Regions from separate parts of the Mus musculus genome. Here region 1 is linked to region 2. A link is a contact called in public HiChIP or PLAC-seq data. All regions are on one chromosome and are shown on one strand. The core of a region is the stretch at or near the end of the contact, and the rest is flanking DNA. Distances in the headings are between cores, read along the strand shown.

Region 1 (5,532 bases), core at 175-2,674, 70 kb before region 2:
AACAAAAGCTCTGCTTTGTTGTATATGTTGTTGTGTGTGCAAGCCAGACATTTGGAAGAACACTGTAGATGATCAGGAAGTAGGTACCAGTGAATTATACAACTGCATACACAACTTTCATTGACCGGACTTGTCTATCTCAATATCCCATGAATAGCTCAAACCCATGCCCAAAGCAGGACTTAAGCTGTAGCTGTCTTCTCCAAACTGCCTTTACCCTCTAAGATCAGGACACACGCTGGAGGACTATTAGGGTCTGAAATGTGGCCACTGTGCTTGCCTCTGGGTTCCTCCATTCGTACAGAGGAAGAAGCCTTTCCTGTTTTAATCCTTCCTGTGTCTAGAATCCATATCTACTTTGCCCTCCTTCATGAAACCTCGCTGCCTTTTGTTTGGGCAGTGAGCATGGAATCATCTCATTTATTTCTCTCCCTCCCACATAAGCCTCTTCTCAATCTGTTCTGCACAATGCCTCCCAGAGTGATCATTAAAAAATATATATATATATATTTCTAGGTTGTCAAAGCTATTGTCCTTGCTAGGCTCGCTATCACTGTGATAAAACACCATGACCAAAGCAAGTTGGGGGGCGGGGACAGTTTATTTGTTTGGTTTATAGTTCCACATAGTCGTTCATTACAAAGCCAGGACAGGAATTCAAGCAGGGATGGAACCTGGAGGCAGGACCTGATGCAGTTGAAACTTATGGAGGGAGACCTGTGGGGCAACGTGTGTGGGGAAATAAAGGGGTGGAAGAGACCCATGTTCCACCAGAGCTAGGGGAGACTGCCGCGGGACCCCACAGAACCAACGTGGGACAGGCGTAGGGCCTCATAGGCCACAGGACTCCACTCCGGGGGGCAGGGGGGAGGCGCAGTCTCAGCCCCAACTCATGGGCACCACAGAGGAGAGCCAGTTTTGGAATCCTTGGGCCGTCCGGGGGCAGGGACGGACAACAGGTTCTCGCTCTTGGACATCCCAGACCACTGTATGTCTTGGAAGAGCTGAGAACAGAACCTCAGGCAGACTCTGGCCTGGGGGCGGAAGGGGAAAGGTTAAGGGGAGAACTCTAGTGGGTTACCACGGGGACAAGAGAGTCTGGCTAGCTCAGACTGCTAGTTCGGTGGGCAGCTTGGGTTGGCTGCTGGAGCACAGGAAGGCCTCCCGGCAGGAGGTTACACGCTGGGCTTGGTGCGGGAAGCCTGTCCTATTGCTCCAGTAAGGTGGATCTTGATGAGCAGATACGGTCCATGGTTTGAAGGCATTTATTGTAGAAAGACAGAGAGAGAGAGAAGGGCAGAGAAGTAGAGGGCATGAACACATGAAGAGAGGGGGAAAGGGAAGGGGAGAAGGAGAGGAGAGCGAGAGGTAAGAGACAAAGAGAGAGCAAAAGCTTAAGAGAGAGAGGAGGGGCCCCGAGCAGCCCCTTTTATTGTGGGCTGGGCTACCTTGCTGTTGCCAGGTAACTGTGGGGTGGAGCTATAGCCAAAATACCAGGAGCTTGGGACATTGTCTACATGACTGATCATCACAGGATTATGGAGTTGAAGAGTTGACGTGTCAGGAGCTTGTGTCTGGGAGCATCGCTTAAGCATTCGGTCCTTTGTAGATTTTTCTACTGGGTCTCCCGAGTATGCCTCATTCGACAAGAACACAGACTGCCTTTCACAGTCCTACAGAGGCCTTTTTTCTGAATTGAGATTCCCTCTTTTCAGATGACTCTAGCTTTTGCCATGTTGACATAAAATTAGCCAGCACAGCTATGAATTCATTCTACATTTATGGAGACTATGTATGTGTGTGTAATTAATATATATTATATATATTAATATATATTATATATATAATCACACATACATACATATATATAAAACATAATTTTAATATATTTTAGGTTTTGACTTTTTTGCTATTAGTAAAATAGACTATTGTAGAAAGGCAGAGGTGGGGGGCGAGAGAAGTAGAGGGCATGGCCACATGGAGAGAGGGGGTAAGGCAAGGGGAGAAGGAGAGCACATATCTAGAAATTTTACAAATAAGCAACTGTATCATTAAAAAAGAGAACTTGGAAAAAAGGAAATTATTAATGCCCGCTATTTGAATTTGAGGGGTCAGGGTTCAAGTCCTACTATTTAGTCTGCGTAGTTCTCCTTTATTCTTAAAATAGAATCAATTCACTGCATTGCTGTTTGTAACTTGTCTTGGTTAGTTGAACTTTATTGTGAATGCTTTTGTGTACCTTGAAAGACACTTTGAAAACCCATATTTATTTCAGGGAGGGCTGACACAGCCTGTGTGCACCTGGAGGTCAGAGGACACCTTTTGAGAGTTGGCTGAGGCACAGGATCTTTCATTTCTACTGCAGTGCTGTGGGCTCCAGGTTAGCTGGCCCATGAACTTCCCGGCCATTCTTCTGCCCCTTCCTCTCATCTCACTGCAAGAGTGCTGGCATCGCAGAGGAGGACCACTACGTCAGCCGGGTTCTAGGCTTGAACCTGGGGAGTCAGATATTCATGGCGAGCATTTTTAAGGGCTTGAGCCATCTCCCCAGTCCTTCCCTGTATCTTTAAATATTATTGGATGCATTCATTTACAACAATCTAGCTGCTGAGCATATCATAATTTTTCTGATCATTGTTAATTACTTAGCATGTCGTGTCATAATGAACACACTTCAATGTATAGTCTTGCACATACATAATTTTGTCTCTGATTATCCCTTTTAAAAATTTCTGCACTTAAAAATTATTAGTTCAAACTACATAGGACTCCTTGATGTGTTTGCAAAGCCGTGTCAACACTACTTATTTAAAAATATTAATCAAGCCGGGCAGTGCTGGTGCACGCCTTTAATCCTAGCACTGTAAAGCAGAGGCGGGTAAATCGCTGTGAGTTCAGGGCGTACCTGGTCTACAGAGAAGAGAGTTCCAGGACAGTTCCAGGACTTGGAGAAATCCTGTTTTGAAAAACCAAAACCAAACCAAACCAAACCAAAAAGCTAGTCAAATCATATTATTCTCTTTCTAAAGAAGCTCTAAAGATGAATTGTGGAGAACAGTTGAGATGTCTGAGGTGCGGCGTTCTGCGGATTTATTCTCAGCTTACCTCTTTGTCTCCGGCTCCTGCTCCTGCACATGAGCCCCTTCCTCAACCACATAAAACGGAAAGCTGATAGGCCGCACCGGAGCTTTGGACCTGATTGAATTTGCCTGGAGATCCTGCTTCCTCGTCCACAATCTGGCTGACTGTTTGCTTTGAAATGCAGCAGTAGTCATCACTCATATAAAATACAGTAGGTCTTCCACTTAAGTGCTTGACGGGAGCCAGACTTGGCTTTTAAAATCATGTCATTTTAACCGTTTCTGCATAAGGCATGCCACGCCTGAATCTGGCTAAGTATATAAATGCTAATTAATGAGAAGCTTACACGGAGATTCAAGGCCAAAGTGTTCTGTTTTGTTTAAACTCTAAGCCCACATTCTTTATCAGTATTATTGGCTTCCTATATAATCTTCCTATCCTTTAGATTCCTCTTCTTTGGGCTTTCTGAAACATGCCGGCTTTTGTCTTTCTCTTTGTCCACAGTTTCAACGGCAGCTCCCTGACTTACGCAGCAGTGGACTGGATGGTGGATGGCAGGCAAACCTTGGTAGTGCTTTCCCAACTCTGCCTCAGTTTCCCTCATCTCCTCTACTGTCGCTGGAGGTGACTTCACAAGGCAGTCTCTCTTTGGGGACTGCCACTCATTTCCTAGGATGTCTTGATTCATTCTGGGGTTTTCCAACTGAGCAAGTGACATCGTGGTCCTGAAATCTCTCTACCGATAAATGTGGGCCCCAGACAGCATTCCCTGAAGCAAGTACAAAGAGAACAAGACTGAAAGCGCCAGGAGAAAGCTTCTGCTTATGTGCGTGTGCTACAGAGTGAGAGGAATGGTACCTCAGGCACAAGACAGATGCTTGGTAAGACGGAAAGAAAGAACCAGCCTCAAATGAAAAAGAAAAGGAGAGCTGACACTTGGCATGCAAGCCCTACCTATGGGGACCGCTGCCCACTGAGGCCATCCTGTAATGCGAGACTTACCTACCTCCTCCCAATACTCTGAACTCACAAAAAGCTTGCCAATCAATTGTTTTGATACATGGGACTCTACCCCTCCCCCCTCCCCCCCAATACATAACAGGCACCTTCACTAGCAAGCCATTCTGACTGAGAACTGCCTGGACCACATATTTCACAACTTGCTATTCAAAATACTAGTTGCTTATTGTAGCCATTTAAATCATCTAACATTTATATCAATAAAGACAAGGGAGGCATGAACTGAGATAAAAACCTGGTAGCTCAGTCAGGTAACTTTATTTTCTTAACTATATACAAAATATCTATTTATAAGCCTGACTCTACAACTAAAGTGTCCTTGCTCTAGAAATCTCTTTCTCTCAGGCTATTGAGCTACTATTCTACTTTTGTCTTGAGCTCCTCCAAACCCAAGAGGGCTCCTTAGCTCTCTTTCCTAGAATACGGTGTCCTTGTTCCTGCAAGCCCAAAGAGAAAATCCCTATCTCCTACCAGGAATTCCTCCCATAAAGTTTTTTTGCAAGACGAGGGAGAGAGAGAGAGAGGGAGAGAGAGAGAGAGAGAGAGAGAGAGAGAGAGAGAGAGAGAGAGAGAGAGGGAGAGAGAGAGAGCACTCTATCAAAGGTCCAATACACTTTTGGCAGGAACTTTATGGTGGGGTAGCTGAGTCCACCCAGATGACCTTGGGTCATAGAGCCAAGAACACAAGACCTTTCTCTCCCAAGCAACTTGCCTTAAGGAACTTTCCATTCTTCTGCATTCTTATCTCTGGAGGCTTTTAGAGGCACACTCAAATGGCATCTCTTCGGGACACACCTAACCATCTGACAAAGGCAGTACTTATTTGAGTTTTTATATTTTGCTCACAATTGGGTTCTCTATGTACAATAACCAAATATCCTGTAATGGTTTGTCTTTTTTTATTATTATTATTCCTGACTATTCTCAACTGTGAACACAGCAGCATCTTTACAAATCTCACCTAATGGTTTGTGTTATCCATGCTGGGGAAGTAGAATGAGCATGTCCATATCCAACCACACATTCAATCATACATGTGAAAACACATAAACTTACATACATATATATGTTGATGTACACACATTAATGCATTTTCATCAAATAAAGACTGCAGCTCTATCCTAAGAAAAAGATTCAGCATCCCTCTCTAGGAGGCTTACTATCAATAGATGAGACAGTGGACACATAAGTAGTCACCTATAGAGAAAGGAGGCAAAGCCACCCAGCCTCGCAGCATCCGCAGCTTTCAAACTGAAGGTGGGGGATGAATCTGCAAGGTGAACGCCAAGCCAAGGCAAAGTTTATTCAAAGAGGATAGTTTTATTTATTGTTTAAGAAGAACCCACCCCCGGGGCAGGTAGAGGTGAATCTCAGTACCTGTCTGGAGGAGGAAAATGGAGAAGGCCTGCTGTTTAAGGTAAGCCAGCATGG
Region 2 (5,393 bases), core at 2,380-4,879:
AAAAGTAAGACCAACACATGAAGGTAGACCTCAACTAAGACAGTCAAAACAAGGCTCACAACAGCCCAGACTCCTGGCTGTGGGTGTGTTGAGGAAGCAGAATGTGAAGAGATGGTGAATTCAGGACATTCCTCTTTGAAACTAATTTTATTTGGGGGATTTCTTTAACAGTATTACTGTGCATTGGGTCAAGGTTTCCAAGGCTTTGTAGACCACTGACACATGAGATCAATATCTAATTTACAAAATAACCAAATCTAGAGTTTAAAGAGATGTTTAAAACTATGCTTCCCTCTATGGATTTGACCTTAAATCTGTTTGTAGAAGTTTTTTTTTTTTTTTTTTTTTTTCCTCTAGTGTCTACCCATTTTCTGAGCCCTCTAAGTTCTCAGAGTGTAGTTTCCCCATCTATAAATAAGGGTGGGAAAGGAAGAATTCTTGATGCTTCAATCCTCTATCTTAGACATCCTAAGACTATCCTAAAGAGTGGCCATTGAGCTGGGCGTGGTGACACGCGCCTTTAATCCCAGCACTTGGGAGGCAGAGGCAGGCAGATTTCTGAGTTCAAGGCCAGCCAGGTCTACAAAGTGAGTTCCAGGACAGCCAGGGCTACACAGAGAAACCCTGTCTTGAAAACAACAAAAAAGAGTGGCCATCCATACTGGGCTGATCAGGGACAGCACTGTGCTAAGATGGCTTCACCAGGGTGGCCCTCTCCTTGATAAATAGTAGCAATGTTACTTACTGTCTTTGGCATTCTTCCTCCAACCCCTCTTTCTAACATAGGGGTAAAAACCCATGGTGTCTGTTACTTTTACACAGAGGACATGGTGTATTCCTGTCACCACACCTGGCCAGCATCTGCTCCAGAAGACATAAGAGGTAGGGGCCACACCCCATTCATCATTAGATCATTAAATCTCCAAAGCTAGTGTAGTCCCAGACATATTCACCGAAAGGACTTATCTTGCATTGTTTAATAGAACAGTTTCCCAGAGGAAGTACCCAGATGCAGCAGAAAAGGAACCAGAGGATGCCTCACACTGGAAAAGTTAGCAGTCAAGAACAAGGGAAAGTGACTTGGCCATAGTGGCCCAGTAAGTTAGCCACAGTCAGGACATAAACCGAGATCTGGCTGTCTCCCAGCTCAGGTATCATTTCTCTACTGTTTTGGTTGCCCACATGTGTGAGGCCCTGGATTCAATCCCTGCAGTACAAGAAAATCATTCATTCATTCATTCATTCATTCATCCATCCATCCATTTTTCTAGTTCTCTCTTGCTTTTCCTCTTCCTGTTAGAAGCCTGTAAGGTAGGGGTAGAATGAAGTAGGTTAAACTTTTTTTAAAAAAAGAAACCATCATGGTTAGTGCAAATTCACTTTTGTGGATCAAGTTTATAACATCATAAGATAATATAAAAGCTAAGTTTAAAAACCTAAGTTGTCTTAAGTTAGGTGCACACTCCCACTCTCACATTTCTCAGACTATTATAGGTGGTTACCAACTCTAGCCAGTTGGTTTTTTTTGTTCCATTTCATCACAATGACTTATAGGAAGCAGGTTTTAAGCGGTACTTAGCTTTATAATTATACTTAATAACACATGTATTTATAGAAAAAAAGATACCTTGAGATTGTGGAATTATCTGAGACAAAACTTTGATTGTCCTCTTTGGCTTTACGTCCTTACTGTCTAAAATATCTTTTTTACTTATATGCTTTTCAATAAAATTCGTAAGTTGTATTATAAAAGAAACTCCAAATTTAATAAGATGGTACAATGGTATAAGGCAAACCCATTTTTAAAACTTTATGTTATTTTTTATCATTAGAAAGATTTACCCAAAGTGGCATGGGGGGTAAACTCTGCTCAAAAAAAAAAAAAAAAAAAAAAAGAAAATCAAGGAATGCCTGAGATCTTGCCTACCGAGAACGGGGTAGCACATTCCTAACTAGGAAGAAGAGTGACAAGGTTTGGGGAAGGCTGGAAAAGCCATCAAATATATGTGTCTGAGACCCAAGTGTGCAACAAAGGAGGGCAGAGATGGGAAGGCAGGACCAGCAGAGAAAGGGAAGGCAAAGGCCACGGTAGAACCAAATCCTGAAGGGTCTCAAGTATGGTGAGAGCTGTACTCTACAGACTTTGGGATGCTGTTCTGAGGAAAAGGACCTGGGTGTTCAGAACTGTCATTCAGAAGAGCAACTTTTGGGTACATACTGCCCAAGGACACCTATGGACTGCCACCTGGAGATACAATCCGAAGGGACATTTTCCCTTATCTGGTAATAGCAGGTACTCAATGCACAGTCTTAGAAATGGGAACAGTAGAGAGAAAAGGGCACATTTCAGACAAAACTGCATTCACATCACAAGTATTAATTACAACTTTCAAAGTATTTCCTGCTCACATGGCATGCCATCTGTTGCAAGAATTCACCCTCATTTTATCCGTTCACCAAATGACAGCAATGTGTCCAAGTTTCTCCAGCAAATACCACAAGTATTGAGCCCAAACAGCAAGAAGCTTCCTGTCAGACCCTTATTCTTATCATTTCACTAAAGTATCACACCAAAACACCTGGCTGCACTCCTCCACCAACTGCTGTGCGTCTGTCTGTCTGTCCTCTTACTTGCTCCTTCAAGGCAGGCTCCACCCCCTCAGTGTATTCCCCTGGATCTTCCGCCACACACTGTCTTTATCTCAGTAAACAAAAGGAAAAGAGAAGATAGCTGGCTGGTCAAACCCAGGAGTATTCTCTGCGGTGGCTCTCGGACAATGGAGAATGGTGGATGAGCCAGGGACTCCCTTCCCCAGTTTACTTGTGGGTATTTCCTGCTCGCCCATTACTGGTGCAGGAAGAACCCTGCCATGGTTCCTAAGGAGTCCATCACCAATGAGGCTGCTCTGCATTCTAAGTGGGAAGGATGTGTGCAAATGGGACCGCTCGCAGCCCTATTTAACTTTACCATGGGTCTGTGTTTGTCAAAGCTCTATGCCAACCCCCTCAGAAAGAAATACCACAAAACTTCTTTAAGGGAGGGTAAAAAGACCTACTTTATACACTTGGTCTCATGCTAATCAGGGCACCATTGAAATCCCAGCTGAATAGGAGTCCTACAATAGCCTGGGAAACACGAGGTGGTCTCTCCACAGCGCAGGCTGCTCCAGTCAAAGCGGCTCACTCCCTGGCTTTTTAACTCCTTTGGAGAAGATGGAGAAGAAGGGGAATTAACACTGGGATCAGAAACTGCTATTCCTGTGCAGAAAAGTCACCCCACTTCTGCGTGACACTTATCAGCTTCTCTGGCCATTTTTTCTAAGGCATCTGATGCAGCTGCTGTCCTTGGTAGACGTGTAACGGAAGGGGACACAGGGTTCAGCGGCCAGCTAAAGGGAGATTCTAAAACAGCACTTTGCTGGGAATCTTAGTAAATAATTTCTGTTAGAGATTAACTGGTTGAATTATTAATGCAGCGTGTCACCAGCCTCCAATAAGAAATGAGACTGGCCCTGCTTTCTAGATAAAAAAAAAAAAAAAAAAACAAAACACTGAAGTGAGTGCCAGCCTACTCCACAGGGTTGTTGTGAAATTCAAGTAAGTTAATAATGCATGAAGCGCCTTAGTGCACAGCTTGTCACATAATGAGGATTCAGTCAAGTCCATGGCCTTCCAGCCTGGAGTTCAGTCTCACCTCTATTCTCTTAGGAATTTACACAGGAACAGGAAATACTGACATGGGTAAAAGGTTTTAAACCCCAAATCAAACTTAACTACTTTATAGGGCCCGATAATTTTAAGGCATTCTGACGGGTTCGCTTTACTCACATGCTTGTTAGTGAAAATCTAAACGCCAGTCTTTACTCTCGGAGGAAAAAAAGGTAGGCTGTTGGTTGGTTCATGGCCGAGAGTACCACCATTCTCTATCCCAAATCCTGCCACTCAATATCTCCGAACAGCAGCTGCCTCACCCATCCCAGCACAGCATCAATTAGAGGACGGTGGCTCCTTCCAGGCCTTAAGTCCTGGTGGGATGGTGATGTGGCTGACTACAGGGTAAGTATTCAAAAACATCTGCTGCCCTAGCCTCTTCCAGCTGACAGAGGACAATGCTACTCCAGGTGTCAAGGCTGGATTTTGTTGTCTGCTTGGGGGGCGGAGCAGGGCGGGGTAGAGCTCTACAATGAGAAAAACTGACTGAATATCTAAATACAGATTCTCAGACTTACATGTTGTCATCTGGAAGAATCCGTCAGTGAAACATTGCTAATTGATAATAAATGACCAATTTCACAGTTGTGACAAGCACAACTGCACACGATCAGTTTTAAAGCAAACTCAGAGTTTCTTAGCCCCATCAACGGACTTGGGAAAATTGAATCTAAAATTCCTGACAGCTTATTTCTCCCAGGAATGGAGAGCCATGTCCTTGGAATGCTTTGACCCAAGATGTATATTTTATCTTCCCAGCCAGTCCCTAGGAGCTCTGCGCTCTTACAATGCCTCAAGTTCAGGCCTTTCAAAGGAGTCCTTCACAAAGGTGCTAGGAGCCCACCAGCCCCCCTGCCACGCCATTGGAATTGCTCTCTAAATAGATTTCAATGAGAAGTTCCTGAACAAAAGACTCTCTAATAAGTTGGTAACACCTTTGGAAATATTTTTAAAGTCTCAGCTTCCTAGAAGTTCCTCCTCCTGGGCGCTGTGTGTGCAGTTGGTGCAGAACAAAGCGCCACGCATTTAATCAAAACAGCCGCTAAGGGCAAGATGTCAGCAAATGCAAAGATGAGAAATGATGTGTTAGGCTGTTCCTCCCTAGAAGCCTACAGAGGCCAAATTGACCAAAACAGCCCCTTTGGGCAAGTGTCTAATGAAATGGGCTGTGCGGCTGAGAAACATTTCTGCCACTTCCTGTTGGTGGTTGCTAACTTAGTAACAATGTGGGTCATTTGTGGGGAAGAGGCCAAGCGGAGAAGTTCTATTTACTACGTTTAATGAACGAGCTGCATCCGCAGACACTAACCAGAGAAGCTCAAAAGTTACCACCACAGCATACTGAACCCAGGCACAAAAAGGGTCCACTAACAGAGTGGCCATTATTGCTGCCTCGTGAGGCTACAGAAGGGCTCTAGTTCAAGGTCCTCCCACCCCTTCCTGAGCCTCCTGATAGGACTGTCCAGGATCCAGTATGCTCTTCTCTTCAGTACCCGGCTTTTGCACCCCTTCAAGCTATGAGCATTTCCAGCAGATCTCTGGACACTCCTTCTTACCCCTCTCCCCCCATTACTTCTAGAAATATTTTCAATCATTCTCTACATTTGTTAGGCTAAGCATGGAGAGTACCAGTTACATCTCCTAGTAAGACAAAATTAAGGAGCAAGCCCACAGGGAACGGA

What was found. HiChIP or PLAC-seq counts read pairs in DNA pulled down with a chosen protein or histone mark.
Region 1: an H3K27ac HiChIP or PLAC-seq map of embryonic stem cells shows a contact between it and region 2, with 9 read pairs. The contact joins two enhancer-like sites. A contact is called at or near these places in 8 of 39 promoter capture datasets (the 3T3-L1 cell line, 3T3-L1-derived adipocytes, the HPC-7 cell line and 3 more), 1 of 15 datasets of contacts at CTCF or cohesin (the NIH/3T3 cell line), 10 of 484 Hi-C or Micro-C datasets (B cells, the CH12 cell line, the HPC-7 cell line and 3 more), 2 of 115 datasets of contacts at active chromatin or transcription factors (embryonic forebrain and embryonic stem cells) and 2 of 9 other capture datasets (adipose tissue and embryonic stem cells).

What each region holds. Positions count from the first base shown.
Region 1 is chr4:105,236,368-105,241,899 of GRCm38.p6, reverse strand. No RefSeq gene overlaps it. Among named protein-coding and RNA genes, the nearest start is that of Gm40217, 80 kb to the left of the region's middle. Within about 2 kb of position 1,424, at least 11 of the 459 cell types and tissues checked have an H3K27ac peak or open chromatin away from gene starts, as enhancers often do. A contact at or near this core is called in embryonic stem cells, where this site is marked.
Region 2 is chr4:105,168,672-105,174,064 of GRCm38.p6, reverse strand. The region is part of intron 1 of Plpp3 (phospholipid phosphatase 3); the gene reads right to left. Among named protein-coding and RNA genes, the nearest start is that of Plpp3, 14 kb to the right of the region's middle. Within about 2 kb of position 3,629, at least 55 of the 459 cell types and tissues checked have an H3K27ac peak or open chromatin away from gene starts, as enhancers often do. A contact at or near this core is called in embryonic stem cells, where this site is marked.